Linked DNA regions of Zea mays: region 2 is linked to region 1. A link is a contact called in public Hi-C data. All regions are on one chromosome and are shown on one strand. Each heading gives the region's core, a stretch centred on a gene start, on an enhancer-like site or on the middle of the called end of the contact. The rest is flanking DNA. Distances are from core to core; before and after follow the strand shown.

Evidence for each region. A called contact is a pair of places that touch in the nucleus more often than the background predicts.
Region 2: a Hi-C map of ear shows a contact between it and region 1, with 2.6 times the contacts expected there. The contact joins the promoter of LOC100383212 here to the promoter of sfp7 in region 1. A contact is called at or near these places in 6 of 25 Hi-C or Micro-C datasets (ear, endosperm, leaf and 1 more).

The regions. Positions count from the first base shown.
Region 1 is chr2:165,883,451-165,886,404 of Zm-B73-REFERENCE-NAM-5.0, forward strand. It overlaps sfp7 (sulfate transporter7), which reads right to left and starts at 1,433. Exons shown (of 17, transcript NM_001319700.1): 1 at 926-1,433. The coding sequence starts at 1,219.
Region 2 is chr2:166,023,288-166,026,241 of Zm-B73-REFERENCE-NAM-5.0, forward strand. It overlaps LOC100383212 (Tetratricopeptide repeat (TPR)-like superfamily protein), which reads left to right and starts at 1,429. Exons shown (of 6, transcript NM_001175874.1): 1 at 1,429-1,764; 2 at 2,488-2,574. The coding sequence starts at 1,585.

The sequences.
Region 1 (2,954 bases), core at 183-2,682:
TTAAAGTATTTCGAACCTTTTGAAATCCTTCAGAAAGTGGGTAAGGTGGCTTATAAGTTGCGCCTTCCGGACTCTGTTACGGTTCACCCGGTCTTACATGTTTCCCAATTGAAGCAATCGCTTCATCCAGCACAACAGGTCACTGCAACAATTCCTACTACTGACCTCGCTCTTCAGTATCCCGCATAGGTCCTGGATCGTAGAACAATTTCCCGGAATGACTTCTCCATCGATCAAGTGTTGGTGCGTTGGTCCGGGCTCGATGGTAATGGTATGAAGCCACCCTTAATGTGATGTTCTCAGACACTACCGCTTGGAGGCAAGCGTTGTCGCAAGGAGGGGGTGTCAGCTCCCCTACAAGTGGACAGGCCAGTGTAGGAGGAAACCCACTGTGCATTAGGCAGGCCCGGAGTGGCAGTAGGTTGGGGGCCCAAGTAGAGTGCCTGTTATATATGTGCCGGTGGTGGGAATGAGGGTTATGAACTTTGTAAACTGAACTTGCTACACACGTTCTCCTCCCCCATCTGGTTGCTTCCAACCCCGATCTGTTACTTCTTCCCCATGAGATCGAGGCGGGCTGCTAACACATAATTAATCCTATATGCAGGTTCGCGGATAACCTGCCAAGCATATATAAAGACAAGGAGCTTAATAAGGAAAAAAATATTCTGTTAATGCCCTAGATGTTTGGAGCACAAACATTTTCGAACCATGATAGCAAATAATACACCAAAATGGCTAGACGATCTTGCTAATATGTGATTCTCCAAAAAATCTTACATCTGTATCGATTGCAAATAATCTGCGTTACAAACTATTGGAAGCTCGTTTCTCCAAGGAGACACTCAAATCCTTATAAGCAACACAACAATCTAGTAGACGGAGTATCTCAAAAAAAACATACGTCGGGAGCCAGTGGGTGTACCTGGGGCACAAGCATGACTCCAACGGTGATGCCCGAGGCGAGGTCGGCCTGGAGGTCCTGCTTCCATCTGTAGTTCCGTGTCCACGCCACACACGGCAAGGCCGCCTCCGCCCAATCAAGCGGCCCCATGCCCCGAGCCCTTCCCACCACCGCCCGCCACCACGGCGACGTGGAAGACGTCGACAGAGAACCCAGCGGATGCCGCAGCGGTATTACCCTCAGCGTCCTTCCACCTCCGGAAGCTGCGGCAGCTAGTTCGCTGTAGCTCCTTGACGCGTAAGAGGATCCCTCCATTTGATTTGACGGTTCCACCGCCTTCTAAATTTCAGAAGAAGCGCTGGGTGCAGAAATCCAGTGGGGAACGCGGGAGCCAGCCCAGTGGTGATTGGTGAAGATGCTCCGGTGGGGAACGCAGAGGTGGTGGCTGTGGATCGTCGATCGCGTGCAGCGGAGGCGAGGGGCGGCGGGGAACGGGAATGGCCGTACGTTTCCCCACAATGTGAACGGCTGGACAACGCATGAATACGACTTAAGAGCAAGTCTCATCTATCTCTACCTTTCAACCCACTAGTATAGAGCCTGTAGATTTTAATAGTATAGCTAATTATTGGTTGTAAGAACCTTTATAGCCTAGCTTTCAACCCACTCGTATACACTGTTAGGTGGATGCCCGTGCGTTGCAACGAGAAGATAAAATATCACGATAATTCATATACAAATGTATTATAATATTATAGGAAAAGGTTACAAATGTGTTATAATATTTAGGAAAAAAAACAAACTCACAGCTTGTGCATTTATTGGGACCTGAAAACAATAGGTGGACTAACCTCCCCACATGACGAAAAAGCAATGGAGTTGCAATTGCAAGCACACAAAAAAGTGGTCTGCACAAGAAAGCTTATATCATGGCAGATGTTCTTCGGATTTGGAAAATAATACACGAGAAAAAGAAGACATGGAAAATATATAGTTCTACACGTCTATTATTGATGCACCATCGGTATTGCACGAATCAACTTGTGCTGATGCTAGTACATCATCCAAAGTTGCAGTCTGCTTGTCCTTCATCTGCTCTACATTGTCCTGTACCCCCTGCTGCCACATCCTAATCTGCACCTCGATCACCCTCTGCTCCTCCTATCTAAAACTCCCAACTCCAACCAAAATAGGTGAGCTTGGTATCTAGGTGCATCAATAGAAAAAATGGATTTCGCGTAGATGACAAGATGTAAAATAGATTTAGTACACTGCCCCCTTAATAGTTAGTAGAGATTTAAAACCTGTAAACCACACACAAACCATATTGGTCTATATCAACCTGTTTATTGATGCAATCTAAATTATAATTATGATGTCTTACAATTTCTAATAATAGTCAAATATGTCGACAATCGTACATTAATCTAATCTTTTTTAGCGATACTGATAAGTCGTTGTTGTATATTTGGAGGGATAGCATAGCAGCATGAATTCTCCTCGTCACTTAATAGATCAATTACAAAGTTCCTTCGAAGAATCTTTGCATCCTACACACAAAAACACAAGAGAACAAAACGTCAAATTTATATTATGTAACTGAAATGTATGTTTGAACATGAACCAAACGTACTCCACTCACCCTATTAAATTTCATTCGTCTACCACTCCCCCACATGACCATAGCTTGTAGAACGACGTAGCTTGTATTAACCCTACAGAATAATGTTTGGCCAACTATATTATATACAATGGTTATCATAGAAAAAATTTAAATTGTTGAGAACATGGTATTGAGAAAATACCCTTTTAAGTCCATTGGAAGACCAGACCGAATTGTATGTTCCCACTTAAAAATATCATCTGCCTATCCAAAACGTTTCTTATTGTAGGCAATCTTATATTTCTTGGAGGCCATGATAATTGCTTCCGCAAACCTCTTGTATGGCATGTGTTTACACCAATCTTGAGTGGGTGTAAAGTCTATAAAAGTTACGTGCTTTTTACCATGATCGATTATGAAAAGTGCGTAGCATCCGTTGAATTTCCA
Region 2 (2,954 bases), core at 179-2,678, 140 kb after region 1:
CGGTCGACTGCGTCAGAACCCTAACGGTTGGGTGATGTGGCTGGCGCACCGAACTGTCCGATGCGCCCATCGACAGCAGCCACCCCCAACAGTTGTTTTGGTGGTTGAGGGTTATAAATACCTCCAACCACCTCCACTCCAACCATCCAAGCATTCATCACTCTCCATTCAATACAAGAGCAAAGTGCAACACTCCAAGACACAAATCAAAGCCAAAGATCCGATCAAAGTCCCCAATTCAATTCTAGTGCATTAGGACTTGTGAGAGGATCACTTGTGTTTCTTGTTGCTCTTGTTTGCTTGGCTTGGCTTTCTTTTCTTTCTCACTTCTTACTCTCAAGTGCTTTGCAAGCGAGGCAAGAGACACCAATTGTGTGGTGATCCTTGCTGAGTCTAAGTGACCCGTGAATTAAGGAAGAAGCCTCACCCGGTCTAAGTGACTGTTTGAGAGAGGGAAATGGTTGAAAAAGACCCGGTCTTTGTGACCACCTCAACGGAGACTAGGTTCTTTATAACCGAACCTCGGTAAAACAAATCACCATGTCATCCGCTTTATTTTCTTGGTTGATTTGTTTTCCCCTGTCTCCCGGACTTGGATTTTATTCTAACGCTAACCTCGACTTGTAGTGTGTTTAAAGTGTAAATTTCAGTTTTCGCCTATCCACCCCCTCTAGGCGACTTTCACCTTTTGACTAAGATAAAACATAATATTTGTTTTCATCAATTTAATATCTGATATGTGGACCATATATTCACTTTGCGGTTAAACTTATTTTTATGAGTATCAAATATAATTATGTACCGTCCCAATACAGGGACATTGAGTAATACTGAATCCACCTCTTCCTCTCACAAGCTGTCTTGGAATCTATGAGTAACTCACTCTCAGCTAGGTATTAGTGACTAGCCCAATTATCTTCTCTTCATGTATCTTTTATAGCATCTCCAAGAGGGACTCTAAACATGGCCCTAACCATAAAATACTCTTCCAACGATGGTTCTATTTTATAAAATTTCATCCATGACTATAGTGATCGGTCTCTCGGGTCCTTAAATATAATACCCTATATGCTATAACCATATCCTCGTTTTATCTTATTTTCTAATAATATGATTTATTTTCTAAATACTATTATTTAAGACTCAACTGTTGAAGTGAAAACTTTTTTAGGCTCTAAACACGTTAAATATGATACTATTTTAAAATTTAGGACTCTATTTTAGAGTTTATTGTTGGAGATGCTTTTAGTGGTAGGATTAGTGGTATGAGAAGATAGATGGCAAAATAAAATGATGAAAGAGACCATTAAAAAGAGGAAGCAATAGTAAATTTGTAAAACACGTGAAATCAGGAATCAGGAAAGGAAAGGAGCAACCGCCGCTCTCTCCATCCATCGCCTTCCCCATCTCCCCCAGTTCCCCTCGTCGTCGCTTCTTCCAAACCCTAGCGGCCTAGCCTGCCTCCTACCTCGCCCGCCGACCTATCTCTGCCAGTCCTATTCCCCGCGGCAGCGCGGGATCTCCTCGCTCCCGTCGCTCCCTGCACCTACGGTACAACCGCTCCATCCAAACGAGATCCAGCGGATGGAACCCCCGGCGGCGAAGGAGGCGCCGCCACTTCAGCCTGCGGCGGAGGAGGACGCGATGCTCTCTGCGACGGCGGCCATGGCGAAGGAAGCCGCTGTAGCGTTCCAGGGCTGCCGCTACGCCGACTGTGCCGCAGTGCTCACGAGGCTGCTGGACAAGAAAGAGGGCGATCTCAAGGTGCACTTGTAACTACTCTTTGTGTCTTTCCTAAAGAGGAGTTAGGAGCTCTTGCAGTTTAAGTTTGTGTGCGGAATCTATTGTTGGACACTAACATAGCAAATCAATAGGTTAGACACATCTGTGGTTATGTACAATTGGTCTGGTTTGGCTGTTTGGGTTCCAATCATGTATGTTTGAGTTCCAAGTTCCAACTGTGTAGTTCATAGTTGTTTGAGTTCTCATGGTTGTTTTGAGTTCCAACTGTACTGTCTGTTTGAGATGTCTGTTAGGCGAGGGGTTCAAGACAGGTTCAAGTTTGCTTATGAACTTTGCTGTATGGATTCATCTTCACCATATCTTGTTCTCTGTGCGTGTGCATGCAGCTGTTTCTTGAGCTGCCTTTTCGAATGCCACCACCCAGTTTTACTCAACATCCATGTTATTATGTACGGTTCTGTTTTCTCAGAAATTGTGCCTAAGGTAACTTGTTCAGTGAAACTGTTTAATCTGGCCGCCTTATTATGCTATAAATTCAGAACATAATCTATCTGAATTCTGAAAACAGCAAGGTAAACAGTTACTTTGGAATGGTGGACAATATGGTTTTCCAATTTCCATTGTCTTTGTATAGGACAACCATTAGCTTAGACCAATACACTTTCTTCTTTTGCTTTGAGAAGAAATAATTCTTCTATCAGAATTGTTTTCCTTTCATGTGATGTCACAATTTTGAAATTTCAGGTACACCATAACATGGCCATCACTGAATTCTTCTTGGATGATTGTCCTGATTCAAACAGGCTGCTTAAAATTCTTGGTGATTTTAAGGTTAGCGAATCTGCATTATTCATTGTGCTATCATTTTATTGACATGTTAATTTGCAGTGAAGTAACATAAATGACTGTATTTTATATAAGTAAATGTGTGGATGTTACATTTGTGTGTGGCTAGTTACAAAATTCTTTCATTTATAGATAGCGGATTCTGTTGTTTATTCTTGTACTATGTTCTGCATATCTGTATATTCCCTTAGTGTAGAATAGATGCAGTGTTGTCAAGTCATCCGACTAATCACGATTACTCGCGATAGTCGGCCTAATCAGTAGACTACATCCAACCAGACCCACCGATGCGATTAGTCCGACCAGAAAACTAGTCGTTTGATTAGTCGAAGATTAGTGTTTCGATCTGAACTGGGACGACCAGA